2 separate regions of the Bos taurus genome follow, and region 2 is linked to region 1. The links are chromatin contacts, called in public Hi-C maps. All regions are on one chromosome and are shown on one strand. The core of a region is the stretch at or near the end of the contact, and the rest is flanking DNA. Distances in the headings are between cores, read along the strand shown.

Region 1 (7,750 bases), core at 3,801-6,300:
CAGGAAGATGTGATATTTACTGTCTCTTGCCAGGCTTAGACAAGGCCAGTCTCATGCCATAGGCAGAGGAGGTCTGGGAAACAGGCTAAGCAGGAGTCTAACATTTCTGATGCACAAAATTCATTGATTCATATAGTGGTATGTGGCCAGAGGAGGCATTATTGGGACAAGGAACAAATAAATGCAGAATTTAGAGGATGGACAAATTCAAGTCCAAGTTCCAAGTCCAATCACCCAATGGCAAAAACAGGACTGACCATGAGGCACCTGCCAATATGTGGTCCATTTTGACCTCGGGTCAGAGGTTGGCACGTGTCCTGTGTGACAGGCAAGGGTCAGAGGTGTGTTCTTCAAAACATGCAGAGTGCAAACTCCAAACCACAACCAGCACAACAGGAGGGCTTATGTTTTCTCTGGTCAGTTCCACACCACAACACCGCAGCCTTGCAAAACAACACATTTCCCAAAATGTCTAGAGCTATATGATCTAACTGAACAGTCAAACTCCACATTGACAAAAACAGAACAAACAGAATCTCTGGCTAATAGCATCTGACAAGCATCAGGGATTCATTCAGAGGAGGAATACTTTTTGGGAAACTTTATTCCCAATGGACTCTAATGAGCCACAAAGCAAGATTTTCATTGTAAGGATGACTACGTGATATGTTAACAAAAGGTAAGGATAGGAAGAATATTAGGCATTCATTATTTATAAACATCATTTTCTCCTCCTCTGCTCCCAAAGGCCAACATTTCTTGTTAATTCTGCTGAATAGAAGCATATATTTGTATGTGTGCAGTTGTTCAGTCATGTTCAACTCTTTTGCAACCCCATGGACTGCAGCCCACCAGGCTCCTCTGTCAATGGGACTTTCCAGGCAAGAATACTGGAGTGGGTTGCCATTTCCTCCTCTAGGGAATATGCCCAACCCAGAGATAGAACCCACGTCTTTTGCACTGGCAGCTGGATTCTTTACCACTGACCCACCTGGGAAGCCCGAAAAGAAGCATATAATCTTCCAATTAAGTAGCAAAAAATAATTAAGAAAAAGAAAAAGTAAATCACTAGCACAATAGTACTTTTGGGGTCTAAAGTTATATTTTCACATGCAACATTATCAGATCTAACTTGCCAACAATTTCATGAGATAGGTATAATTATTCCCAATTTGTATATAAGGGAACTTAAGGTATGTCCTAACCTTAGAGAGATTCCTTTAAGATCAACTGGTAGAGCTAAAATCCACATTACTTTGACTAATTCTAAGGCTATATTTCTTTCCCTTAGGACAGAAAAAAAGCTGCCCAAATGAAACTGTGTACCTTAAGTGAGAGTGGCAAAGATATTACAGATTACTCTATCCTTTTGTATCACCAGTGAACCAGGGTACCATGGTACCCCGGGTATGGTACTAGGGTAGTGAAGTAAGGATGTAGGTGTGGGAAATCAGGATGCTAGATAAGTGCTATATAGTCTTTGACTGAAAGCACCACACTTCTGGGGGATTGCCAGTGGCTCAGTGGTAAAGAATCTGCTTGCCAGTGCGAGATGTGTGAGCTCGACCTCTGGGTCAGGAAAATCCCCTGGAGGAGAAAATGGCAACCCATTCCACTATTCTTGCCTGGGAAATCCCATGGACAGAGGAGTCTGGAGGGCTACAGTTCATGGGGTCACAAAGAGTCAGACAAGACTGAGCGACTAAGCATACAAGCACCACCACACACTTCCAGAGATTAATCTGGGTTTCTAGGTAAAGTAACTACAAAGGAAAACACACACACACACATACAAATTACTTCTTAATTGGGTTAAAAAAGTAGCATCAGCGGCCACACTCTGGATTGCACCTGTGTAGAAAGACAGGCTGTCAACCTAAGCAGTTTCGAAAATTACACACATGCATGCATGGACACTCCCCAGAACCTTCTACCAGGCAAGATCAAACTGACCCTCACTCCATATGGCCAAATACCTCCGCCTCTCCTAGGATTTTGTGTACAAAGCATACAAGGTGTTACTAGCCAATAAAATAAACACTAATGATTAACTTTTGCTCCCTGGAAGTCACTGAACAAGAAAAAGGTATTCCCTGAATAGCCTCTGCCTACAGAGCACTGACTGTTCCCAAGTTCCCCAAAGAAGCTTGAAAAGTATTTGCCATTATGAGTTAGTCTTGGAGCTAAAATATACACATGACACTGAAGAGGTCCGTTTCTGGGTTGAAATGTTTACTTTGGTTCAAAACTTACCCTGAAAATATATGTTTTTAACTAGCTTTTGCTTTTGAAACACCTCCAGTATGAACAGTGATCAAACTCTCTTTGATTCGATTCTAGGTATCTGGAACTGGCTTTATTACAGGACCAGGTTCTTTGCTAGGCGCTGGAGACACACAGCCCTTAGGGAAGAAAGGCAGATAAATTAAGACCTTGAAGAGAAATGGGAGTTTAAACCAGCTCAGGTGAGAACTATCAAGAGCTGTGAGGAACTGCTGAGCTCAAATCCCAGACTGAAGACAAGGCCAGAGAGGTGAGCTTATTTTCCCAGAGGTCAGCTGATTCCAGCTGCAGCAAGTGTAATACTGAGAAGCTGAACAGAACTTTGCATAGACTCATGGGCCCCAAGGAAACAATTGGAGCTTAGGGCCTTCATGGTGGCTCAGCTGGTAAAGAATCTGCCTGCAATGCAGGAGACCTGGGTTTGATCCCTGGATTGGGAAGATCCCCTGGAGAAGGGAAAGGCTACCCACTCCAGTATTTTGGCTTGGAGAATTTCATGGACTATACAGCCCATGGGGTCGCAAAGAATCGGACACAACTGAGCAACTTTCACAGGGCCCTCCAAGGAAGAAGAGTCGTGGAAACCCCCTAGCCCACTGGCTGGCACCCTGAGGAGCTATATACATCTAGCCCTCACAAGGACTGAAGCTGAGCTTCAAATCACCTCAATTACTGGCTAGAATAGCTAATATGATATGTAAGTTTCCAGAAGCAAAGATAAGCCTGCTCTAGAGAGAGATTCCACTCTCCAGATCTCAAACAATCTCTACAGTTTATCTCACACAATGTCTGGTACTCAATCAAAAATACTGAAGCATATGAGAAAATAAGATGTAACCAAAACCCAAGAACGGCACACAACAGAAGCTGGTCAACTGAGTGGCATGCTATGAGAGTTATCAGATACAGACTTCAATATATGATGACTAAATATAAACTCATATATAAAGAATGGATAAACAACAATATAGCACAGGGTACTGTATTCACTATCCTGTGATAACCATAATGGAAAAGAATATGAAAAAGAATGTGTGTATATGAATATATATAAAGTATGCATATATACACATATATAAAAAGAATATATGTGTATATATATACATAAACTGAATCAGTAGGCTGTACAGTGGAAATTAATATATTGTAAATCAATTCTACTTCAATAAAATAAGAAAAAAATACATATATACGTAATGACTAAAAAACCACAGTGAGATAGCACTATACACAGACCAGAACAGCTTAAATTAAAAATACCGACAAATATCAAGTGTTGATAGAGTAGTTTTTGTTCTATCTCTTTGGTTAAAAGAAATACAGTAAATACAATAAGCTGTCAGTATATGTTAAATCGTAATGCCAGATACATAGGTCTCTGTTATGCTATTTTCTGAACTTTTGTAACGTTTCAAAATGAAATGCTGAAAGGAAGAAAAAGCTGTGGTCACTGAGTGATCAGCAACAGTTAAATTATTTTAGCCTTCAGAAGTCATGTTCAAGAGTCTGTACTTCATTTATTCTTTAAACAGAGGAGTGAGAGCATTAACCGTATTCTCTATGAAGATCATTCCAGCTGCAACAAAGCAGAAAGAATGAAGCCAGGGAGCCCAACTGGGAGGCTGATGTGGTAACACAGAGAGGCAACAGTGGCGCTGTCAAGATTTGAATGATAAGAGTCTGAGTTTGCAAGGGAATTGGGGTTCAGTCCTCCAAACTGGTGAATTTAATCCCAGTCAAACCAGGAAGCAAATAAGGCCTCTGTGAAAGAAACCTACAAGGCTAATGATTTATAGAGCAAAGACAACATCCAAGATCAGAGCCTGGGACTGTGAAAACAAGAATATATGGATTTTTCTGTAAATCCTTAGAAGCAACACAAGCAATTATAAAACTGAAAGCTAATAAGCACTCAGCTCGACAACAGATGGTCACAGAAATACATTCACAACTTGCCAGAATTTTGAAGCCTTGTGCACCCTTTCCAAACATGCAGATGCTTTCATCTAAGGCGAGAAAAAAATTCTATTTCTGCTTCTGACAGCAAACGCCAAGTCACATTGTGCCAGTAGAGAATGGCGTCTCCCAACCTCAAACCCACCGAAAATTTCACAATCTTACTCTCACGTTAGAGAGATGGGTTGCCTTTGACCACTAATTCCACCAGCCCTGCCAAGGAAACCAAAGAGGAAATGACCATTTCTGAAGAACTCAGCTTTCTAATCTGCCCCCCAAAAAGGAGATTTCTGTCTATAGATTATTCATGAGCAACTCATGTGTTATTCTGTGAAGAAAAAACAAGCATATCACATAAATTTATGCCTAAATTCTGAAAAAAAAGAAGGCCGGAGGCACAGAGTCTGAAAATTTCTTCAACTACTCTGAGCTGTTTAACCTTTCACTGAGAAGAGATCAAAGAATTAATTGTCTTTATCACTACCTTTTGTAAGTTTTCAAGAGGTTAAGGTTATTAAGTTCCCAGTCTAGCTAGTTTGGGTATAAATATATATTCCTGGATCTGACTTATGAATGTCTAGTTTGCTAGAGATAGGATTTTTAAATGGCATTTCCCCCCCCAATCTGTTCACACAAGAAATACTCAGACATGTTCTTTTTAAAGGAAGTACTTCCCACTCGCACACCTAATTCTTATAGTGTCTAAATCATTATATACGCTGAGAGAGCTTGGCTTTAGAGGCAGAGTAGCCCACTAGCTGCAATCAATAGTCCTCCCGTGCCAGAGAAGGTAAAATTTAACTTAGTTTTGCTACATTCCCAAGGTTTATGAACTGACATACTGTGGAGTTCAGGAAATAATCACCAAATGACTCAACTTCCTGATTCAGCATTCACCCAGAAAACATCCTTCTTATTTTCTCCAAACAATGTTCTTCAATCAAAATTTCAGCCAATGAAAACTCAGGCAATTAGCAGCACAATAAATACCATCTACCAGATCTCACTAGTTATTAACAAACATTAATGAATTTTCCTAGTTATTTATATATCTCATTACTTTGATCACATTTATGAGGCTGAATATAATTTCTAAAGTTATAGGCAGATTTCCTCAAATCATTATCACCAAAACGATCCAGCAGCATACAAAATGTCCACGGACATTTCTACACAATGCCTTAAGGTTGGGGGAAAAAAAAAAAAAGATGTGCTTAATATTCCTTGGGGAAATTCCAAGATTAATTTCAATAGTACATAAATAGCCAAAACACACAAAATTCCTACCATAATCTGCCCAAAGGATGGGTGTAACCTTTTCATAATACATATTCTGAGACTAATACTCACTGGGTTAATCGTTTCTTCAGCAGAATGGTGAACAGTCCACCAGTCTGAAGTCCACTCCCAGGCGTTCCCTACTATATTGTATAAGCCATAACCATTGGGAGGAAAGGCGTCAACCTGAAAATTTAAAAAAGGGGGAAATGTTGTCAATCTACTCACCTTGTCTAGAAAGCCTCTTTAGTATAAAAATGCACAAAGACCTCTTACTTCAAAGTATGAATATGAATTTTCATTCCAACAGTGAAAATACAATCTGGCCAATATAAAAAAAACAGAAGAAGATATTTTTCAGCTTTGAGTTCTCAAAGGGAGTTCAGAAACCTAAGAAGAGTTTATGTTACATGGTAAGAAAGTCAATGAAATAATTTTTAATAGAGAGACTAGTATTGATCACAAGTCAAATCTGTATCTCATTGAGAAGTGGCAAGTAAATTATCTGTAGACCTTCAGAAGCATAAGAGAAACAGAATTATACCCAGTATCAGTCTTGTCATCACAGCTGAGCTCTGCTGGCCACAACATCTTTAGGCACAGAGAGACCTCAGCCAATTCTGTCCTTTCCACCAGCCCCCTCCAACTCACCAGCTTATCTTTAAGCCTGAGTCATTATTGTCAAAACACTGATGGGACTTCTTATTACAGAGAAACTGTGAATTCATTATCAAGTGCTATCTATAAAACAAAGAAAGTTTGCAATCCCTGGGACCTGCAACTATGAGGTAAGCTGCATGGGCTCTTCAGCCAGCAATTACATCACGTTCAAAGGTAGATCAGACAGTCTGCCACATAGTTATGTCACAGACATGATACCAAAGTGCAAAGCTTGTGTACAAAGGAAGGTGGGGAGGAGGACCAGAGAAAAACCTTTGACTGAATAGTAAATGCATACAGAACAAGTTTTGCTATTTTAGGGACTCAGAACTTTTTCCTAACATATTTTACAAGAAATGCTCATACATGAAGGAAACTTTTATTTTTTAAGTGAAAAAAATATTAATTTATCGTTGAGATTCTTTTTAAAAAATCTTTTTGTAAGTTCATGTTTTTTCTCAATTAATGAAGTAGAACTAAAAGGAATAAAATTAATTTCCTACTTGGCTTCAGAAGGTTTTAGATCTACACATAAATATGGAACCATGTGATATGTGGGCAATCCAGGGCACTTCAATAAAGTTATGACGCTACTCTGAAAAAAAATTAATCCAGATGATGGGGAAAGCTGAAAATTTTTACCATTCTGCTTCCAAACTCAGCATTCATTATGGAAACAGCAGTACCTATTCACTGCTTCATTCAGTAATTCCATGCATGTCGACTGAAGGCAGAAAGGGTTTGATGACATAGACGTGAAAGAGTTTTAATGAGGGAGAAAAAATGATGATGCCAAAAATTAAAAATATCCAATCTAGAAAGGCAGGGTGGGATTAGTAGGGTAAGAGAATGAAAGAAAATATGCAGAAACTCCCTAGAGGGAGAGATTTCGAGCTGAAGATGAACCCTCCTCCACAAAGGTAGAAGCATCTTATGGGAATCAAGGTCAGAGGTCAAAGGTCAGAGAGACAGTGAAGGAGAAGGGGTCAGAGGCATAAACTGTTCTTTTAAGAATTTGGAGATAATGAGGAAGAATAAGACAGAAAAATAGTTGGAAGGAAAAGAAGAAAATAATTTGTTTCAGTGAAAAGATGGGAAGGAGCGAGGGGTATGAGAGCAACTGAAAGATGGAATGAACGAAGTGGAGAAGTGGAGGGAGGAACCATTTCTCAGGCTTAGAGAGCAGACTAATGGAGGTCAGCCAGCCTAAGGTCTTCATTACATGACAACACACAACAAATGCTGGGCAAGCAAGTTAGCCTACGAGGTGCTGTTAAACCCTAAGATGAGGAAACATTAATAACAGCATCTACTGAAAGGTTTGAGGAGTTTTCCTTCTGTAAATACCTGGATGTTTAAGTGAGGTAAAATCTGGAGGTCACCACTCCCAAAATTACCACATGAGAGTATAAAAATTTTAACTGCTCTTTGTTCAGTTAATCACACCAACCAAAACCTCCTTCCAGAAAGCTCAGAAGAAATACTTCCAACATGTTTATTTTCAGGTGAATGAGCAGATATGCATGAAAACCAAAACATACTAATAACTTACAACAGAGGCCCAATCAAACAG
Region 2 (7,750 bases), core at 2,709-5,208, 56 kb before region 1:
CTTTCTCTGCAGAAATTGCTCCCAAATTTTTGACTAGTTTACAACCATTCTGGTTACTAAATTGTTGATTTTTTTGGTTTAGTAAGAGGATTTTACAATCAACTAATATTCACTACCACCACCTTTTTTGAAAGAGAAGGTGCAGGGAATGTGGGGAGGAGCGCATATAATCTCTTAAAATATCTCAGCAGTTCTTAAAATGATATCAGTGTAGCTTTATAAACAACCTGACACTTGGTCCTTACTTTTCTTCCCCAAGACAAGTACTTGGGAAGTAGTTCTGGCTGATCCACCCAGTCACCTAAAGAATTCTGTTATTCATTCATTCATTGATTCCTCAGAAATCAAGTTATCTAGTACATGCTGGGTGGCGTGAAGTCGAGTCCCTGAACTCATATTTAACTCAGCAAAAGTTTCCAAGCACCTACTATGCTACATTTTGGAGAAATAGAGACCAAAAGCAATCTTCATTCTCAAAGCATGTACAGTCCAATAAGAGAAAAAAATAAGAGTGAGAAGGTCTCAACTGAAAGATCTACATACTATGTCTATACTTCATAGGTCTTCAAAACACTTTAATTTGATGTGTGTGTGTGTGTGTGTGCAAATTTGACATTTGTATCAATTTCTCATTATGATACCAGACAGAAATAGGTTTTCTATAATTTAGGAAACTTATAAGGCTAAAGGCAAGCGAGACTTTTTGGCACCTATCATTTGAAATGGTTTAAAGTATAACAAGCATTCATTAGGCATTCGTTACTGGACAGCAATCCAGAGAAGTCACATTTTTTTCCCTTTTTAAAAAAACTTTTTTTTTTACTAATACACCTATACTTGCACAGCTGGTTAGACACCTTGTCCACCTACTCCATCACTGCCATAAAGCATCTATGGTGATAATAAATGTTATTCACACTTTTTTTTTTAATTAAGAAGAAATTCAGTTAGAATTCTCCAATTGTGGTTTCAGCTTATTTGTTTATAAACAGTGCCACTCTGAGGACATACAAAGCAGTAAGTAATCATTTATCCCTTATCACAAAGCCAATTTGATTATTAGAATCTTACAGACATTATGGGACATAAAAACTCCAAACCTCCACGTTCATATTGCAAAACCCACAGGCCCCAAGAGAGAAAGCACATGCCAAGGGTAACCAAAAAGACACAAACCAACAAGGAGCTGCTAGCACGCCAACTTCAGGTCCTCAATGCGAATTCCAAAAACTGAGGTCATTTGGCTCTTTCTACATTTATGAACATTTATAAAAACACTTACTACATACCAGCTATCGTTTTGGTGCTTCAGTACTATGGAAAGCCTTCTGTTGTTACTGTTTTTAAAAGCAAAAGCTACTGCTTAGTTTTGTTTCCCTGGCTTCGCCTCTGTGTTTACTTCACCAGGGACCCCAGTCACAGAATTCCAGAGGGAAGGGTCCCTCCTTGTGAAATCAGGGGTCTGCTATAGGTCTGTGCCAAGGCAGGTGCATACGTTTCCTCCCAACTGGTCTGTGTCATTCAGAAGGAAGCCAAAAAACAGAGCCTAAAGCAGAAGCAGTTATCAGCTGCCAATGTTTCCACCAAGATGGACACACGAGTGACTCCTTGGAGCAATGCTCCTCATCTATAGTCTCAGGCAGAATTTCCGACAACCTTCGCTACTCCTTTTCCCTACAGGAGAATCTGATATACTTCAAGCCTTCATCTTACAGATAATGCAACTAAAGCTTACCTCTGGGGGTAAGCAGCCCCAGAGGTGAGAATGGGGATTTGAAAAAGTAAGTAATCCCAGGCCTCACTGGAGCCCTATTCACTCAGTCTTCTGGGACGAGGGCTCAGGAAAGTGCATTTGTGACAACTCCCGGGAGTACTTCTAACACAACAAGCTAGACGTGGCATAGGGACCAGGTCTGAGGACATCAGATGGAGTAGGGAGATGGGGAATACAAAGCTGCTGAGACTCAATAACAGGCAAAGTTTCTGACCTTCAGACTATGAGTTAAATTTTAAACTTTCAGGGGCCCCTAAGGCCTGAAGCATCCCAACCAAGCCATATGTAGGAAAGGTCAGAATTAATAACTCAGAGACAGGGTCCAGATCACCAAACCACAAGGAGGAAAATAACATAGTAATTACAGGCAGTAAAGAGGTCACTGTGGATTGTGGGCAGGGGTAGGGAGTGGAAACAATTTACTCCTCAATACTGATTTCATTAACAGTGAATCACTTTTGCAGACTGGACTCATTTGCAATCAAAATTGGACCGATCACATAACCCGGGGTTATATTTCAGCCACAGAGAGTGAGGAATGCTGCAGTGGTGAGGCCAGATGAAGACCTCAGTTTGATTTCATTCATCACCCTCTGACAACTAGGTCTGACTCCTACAGGAGAATTTTCCTACACTGAGCTACCTTGGTTGTTCTCAGATTCGTTGTAGGACTAAAAAAAAAAAAAAATAGTACTGAAAAGCTGCAGCTTCACTGTGGGTGAGAACACAGATTGGGACAGCCTTTTGGAGGGCTGTCAATATCCATCAGAATTTAAAATAACCATAAGCTCTGATACAGGAGTTAAGACTCCTAGGAAATTATCCTACAGAATCTATCTGCACAAACTGGCAGAGATATAAGTAGGCACAAATAGTTTTATTGGAACATTTTTTAACAATAGAAACTGAAAATAATCCAAATATTCATCAATAAGGAATGCTTAAATAAAGTCAGCTATTTAAAAAGAGCTAGACCTATATAGTACTTTCATGGGGCATGCAAAACATGTAAAATGAATAGCATTATAATATGACTCCATTTTGTTTCATAAAAACCAAATATAAGTTGAATACATTTTGTATGATTTCTGTGTGCCTCTATGTACCAGGTTGGCCAAAAAGTTTGGTTGGGTATTTTCAAAAACCTGACTAAACTTTTTGGCCAACCTAATACATATTGATGATCATCTGTACTCAATGTCTACCAACAGACATATGTATAATATGTGTTTGTAAATGCATACAAAAAGTCTGGAAAGATACACTTACTGTTCATAATAGTTACCTCCTAGCACAGATTTGAGAGAAGACCAGAATTCACAGAATGAAGGACACTTTGCATGTTTTTCAGAGTCTCTAGTTTTACCCGATGCATTTTATTGCTGTTATAATTTTTTTAAAAAAAAGGTTTTTCTAATGGAACTTGATGGACTTATTAATAAGATACTTACTAATAAAGGCAGTAGAAATTCGGAAACTAATCAGAGTAATAAGATGAGAGATCATTCTAAAACCCCTCCTCCCTTCCAAAGGTTCTCGTCTCCACGAGCTCTTTAAAAAGCACGAGACTGGAGAGGACAAATATTTCCGATAAATTTTTCCTATGGAATAAATATTTGCACATTCTTCTTTATCTTTTCCCACTTGCCTCCCCAAATCCACAGTACCCCTCAATGAAAGGTTCTCCAACTTTAGGGATCATTTGTACAAAAACAGCAAAACCCAAAACCAATGTGGCCACTAGAGGGGGAACATTACATATAAAACCAGTTCAAGTTGCCATGGATGGAGGTACCAGGGCTGGCTCCAAAAGAGACCAACGCTAACAGCCCAGAAGCAGTATCAACATGATTCACCCCTTGGCTTGCCTAATATATCCTGGAGCAAGAGTTTGTTAATAAATACAAAACTACAAATGTGAATGTGGTTTCCACATTAATGAGGTTTTTTTTTTTTTTCCTCCCCACCAAACTGAGTATTTACAAATGTTCTGGAACAGAAGAAAATTCTAAGTTTGAAGCTGTCCTGAAACCACGTCTTAAGAAACAATACCCAGTTTTCAGTCCCTTGGCAGAGTTAGGGGTAGAGAGTAAGAAACTTGTCACAAAGACCAGGGAATTGACTCTTATCAAGGAAGTCCTCCCATATGCTTTTTCAGAGCGCTATTTAACAAGCACGGTGCAAGCATAGAGGCGGCAACGGCGGAGGTGGCTGCGGTGAGGAAGAACGAGGGCTCGAACTTTCTTACTGGCCTGAGAGCTTTAGGGCTCCTGGGGTCACGATGTCAGAGAAAAAACAGCCGGTAGACTTGGGTCTCCTGGAGGAGGACGACGAGTTCGAGGAGTTCCCTGCGGAAGACTGGGCTGGTTTAGATGAAGATGAAGATGCACATGTCTGGGAGGATAATTGGGATGATGACAACGTAGAGGATGACTTCTCCAATCAGTTAAGAGCTGAACTAGAGAAACATGGGTATAAGATGGAGACTTCATAGCATCCAGAAGAAGTGTTGAAGCAACCTACACCTGAACTGTTTACTAAATTCTAGAACAGAGAACCCAGGCTGGGATACCTACAAATGTTTATTTCATTACCTGCTTTGATTTATCTTTGTTTTTGTAATGCAAAAAAATAAATGTTTTGATCTAAAAAAAAATAAAAAATAAAAAGAAAGCACGGTGCAGGACCCTTTTCCTTTTGCTCTTCACACATGATCTCAGTCGTCTTATCAGCTGTAATTTTTTCATAAATTTGAGCTTGGTATGAATGAGCTGATAATGCACCCTTTGATCTTCATTATTTCCAGCAGAAGAATGTTTCCCATACTCAGCCTTCTCCTACCTTACCCCTAAAAATTCGCTTCTTTATGGTAAGATAATCACTTTGTAAAAACAAGCAACACACTTTAGGAAAGAAAAGGATGTTAAGAAAAACATGTAGTCCTAACCTTGGAAGTCTCATTGCTGTATTGAAAATGATGTAAAGCCAGTAAAGATTTGCAAGCAGATCACCCTATACTGGGGCTTTCCTGGTAGCTCAGCTGGTAAAGAATCCACCTGCAATGTGGGAGACCTGGGTTTGATCTCTAGGTTGGAAAGATCCCCTGGAAGAGGGCAAGGCAACCCAGTTCAATATTCTTGCCTGGAGAATCCCCATGCAGAGAGGAGCCTGGCAGGCTACAGTCTATGGGGTTGCAGAGTCCGACGTGCCTAAGCACAGCACAGCACCCTACACTGATGGTTTTAACACTCCTGCCTTAATTCTACCTTTTCTAAAAGTATTTCCATTTAATTTTCAAAATCTGAAAAACTGGTTAAGGAACTCATATCAAGCAACCAGTAGGGGAACAATTTAAACTGAGACAGTCTGGCTCCAGGGTCATTCCTAACTACTGTCATTTTTAACTACTAAGCCATTTCCTTCCTCGATCTTTGCCTTTTTTTCTCCTTGAGGCTACCTTTCGCCCCAGTGATCTCTCCTCCTCAATCCACCCTTCCCCACCCCACACTTAATTTAAAACCACGGATCTAGTGATGTGGTAGAGAGAACTGAAGTCACAAAAACGGTGTGAGTCCTGGTCCTGCTTCATTCAGCTATGTCACCTGGATGCCTCGCAAACACCGAGTCCTAGCTTCCTAAGTGCACAGTGGGAATACTAACCAAAAATAGCCAAAATTGCTTCTTCCCAAGATCATCTGCAGATCAAATTAGATCATGTACATAAAACAACTGGCATAGTATCTGGATAAGGCGTGCCTAAAACTATCGACTGGAAAACAAACCAGGCAAGAAGGTAGAACCATCACAATTTACAGCACAACGAAGATGAATTCCACCAGGAGAAAGTCAGCTACTTCACGAAAGGAACACTGAGACCTTCCTCAATTGCTTATGAAACCACCACCATCGGAGGCGGCAGGCAGTTGACAGGCAGGGTCCCAAGACTACATCACCTTAAGCAGAGGCTGCAACAGTGGGGGAGCTTACACTGTGTATACCTGATATTCCAAAGCCCATCTGAGGAGTCCTATTGATATATCAGAGTGATTCTGACTACAGGATGGTACAGGGCCATCCACGCACAACTGTCTCTCAGGAGCCAACTCCATTATCAGCATCTCTGTGGAAATGTGACAACCCGTGGTGGGGCTGCCTGCCTGTGCTCCTCCCCAAAGTTTCCTCTTTCTGACCCTTCCAAGTAACTGCTTCAACTAAATCACTGGTGGGTCTTCATAGAACCAGGTATTCTCCTATGCATTTACTAGGTATCCCGGAATGAAGAGGAAGGAAGCGCTTCTTAACAGATTGTTTTACTTTATCCTGCGGCCATTTACCGGAGAAGGCAATGGCACCCCACTCCAGTACTCTTGCCTGGAAAATCCCATGGATGGAGGAGCTTGGTGGGCTGCAGTCCATGGGGTCGCTAAGAGTCGGACACGACTGAGTGACTTCACTTTCACTTTTCACTTTCATGCATTGGAGAAGAAAATGGCAACCCCCTCCAGTGTTCTTGCCTGGAGAATCCCAGGGACGGGGGAGCCTGGAGGGCTGCCGTCTGTGGGATCACACAAAGTCAGACACGACTGAAGCAACTTAGCAGCAGCAGCAGCGACCATTTACACTCAGTTCTTCTGGATTGTCCTCTGAAGAGATGGAGAAGGGCTGCTCATTATTCCCAAGACAGACTCGGTCACCATCAGACCTCACTTTTCTCCTGGATCAGCAGTCTTTAAATCTTTTGCTCTCGGGACCCCTTCATGTGCAAAGTCACTTGAGTCATGTCCTACTCTTTGTGACCCTATGGAACATAGCTCACCAGGCTCCTCTGTCCATGGGGATTCTCCAGGCAAGAATACTGGAGTGGGTTGCCATGCCCTCGTCCAGGGGATCTTCCTGACCCAGGGATGGAACTTGGATTTCATGTTTCCTGCATTGGCAGGTAGGTTCTTTACCACTAGCACTATCTGGGAAGCCCCAGGATCCCTCACATGCCTATGACTGAAGACTGCAAAGAGTTTTTGCTATTTGGGTCAGAGCTAACATTTAGTACATTAAAAATTAAGACTGGAAACATTTTTAAACATAAAACTACACAAGCTTGTATTCTATGAGTCATTAGGCTGTACATCCTTAAGTCTCTGGAAAATCCCCCTGTACACTCATGAGACAATGAGAATAAAAAAGGCAAATCACATCTTTGTATTATTATGAAGATAGATTTGATTCAACTCCCTGAAAAGGGTCCAGAGGCTGTGTTTTAAGAGTTGCTGTTCTCAAAACCTGTAACACCGATTCCTATAAACACTGTGAAACCCTAAACTGTTCTTTGAGTGTGGTTTTGAGTTTTAAATGTGGTAATTTATAAAGTTAGAATCTACATCCTGGACCAATAATTTCAGAAAAGAATTAAGCAAGAAGAAATAATTTAAATGACTTAGTAGAATTACCTAAACAACTATTCTCTAAAACTGGCATGTAAATTAACATTAAAGATACCACAGAAAACATTAACAGGCTAACCAGAATATTATGAGCCAACAGACTGTCCTCCCTTTTCTGTTTTCTTTCTAATTATTGCTAGGCTAACAAATGACATTTTCATTGGTATTAAACCTGCCAGAGGTTCTTTGTGAGCTGGCTTGAAGAGGAAAAACTTCATAATTATACAATCTATGTAGCAATAAGCAGATCTAATATTTTTCCTTTAAAGAGAACTTTGGGGAACAGATGGACCACACACTATCAGAATATTTTCAAATTCAAGTATTGGGTTGGCCAAAAACTTCATCCCAGTGTTTCCATAATATCATACTGAAAAACCTCAACAAACTTTTTTTAGCCAACCTAGAATTAACAGAAGTTTGGGGGTCATTCATGTCAGTTTTTTCCCCTGTGTTTTAATATTTGAGATAGAGGTCAAATTCTGCTTTTAAATTCAGCCTCTTTGTTTTCTCCTTCTTGGCCCTCTGTTTTGCT

What was found. Hi-C and Micro-C count contacts between places; a contact is called where the count stands out from the background.
Region 2: a Hi-C map of liver shows a contact between it and region 1, with 4 times the contacts expected there. The contact joins the promoter of LOC101907965 here to the enhancer-like site in region 1. A contact is called at or near these places in 2 of 11 Hi-C or Micro-C datasets (liver and skeletal muscle).

What each region holds. Positions count from the first base shown.
Region 1 is chr22:21,946,126-21,953,875 of ARS-UCD2.0, reverse strand. It overlaps SUMF1 (sulfatase modifying factor 1), which reads right to left. Exons shown (of 9, transcript NM_001076076.1): 7 at 5,590-5,703. Among named protein-coding and RNA genes, the nearest start is that of SUMF1, 48 kb to the right of the region's middle. Within about 2 kb of position 5,050, at least 6 of the 102 cell types and tissues checked have an H3K27ac peak or open chromatin away from gene starts, as enhancers often do. A contact at or near this core is called in liver, where this site is marked.
Region 2 is chr22:22,001,254-22,009,003 of ARS-UCD2.0, reverse strand. LOC101907965 (26S proteasome complex subunit SEM1) reads left to right here and starts at 3,958. Exons shown (of 1, transcript XM_010817627.4): 1 at 3,958-4,431. The coding sequence starts at 4,056. The coding sequence ends at 4,268.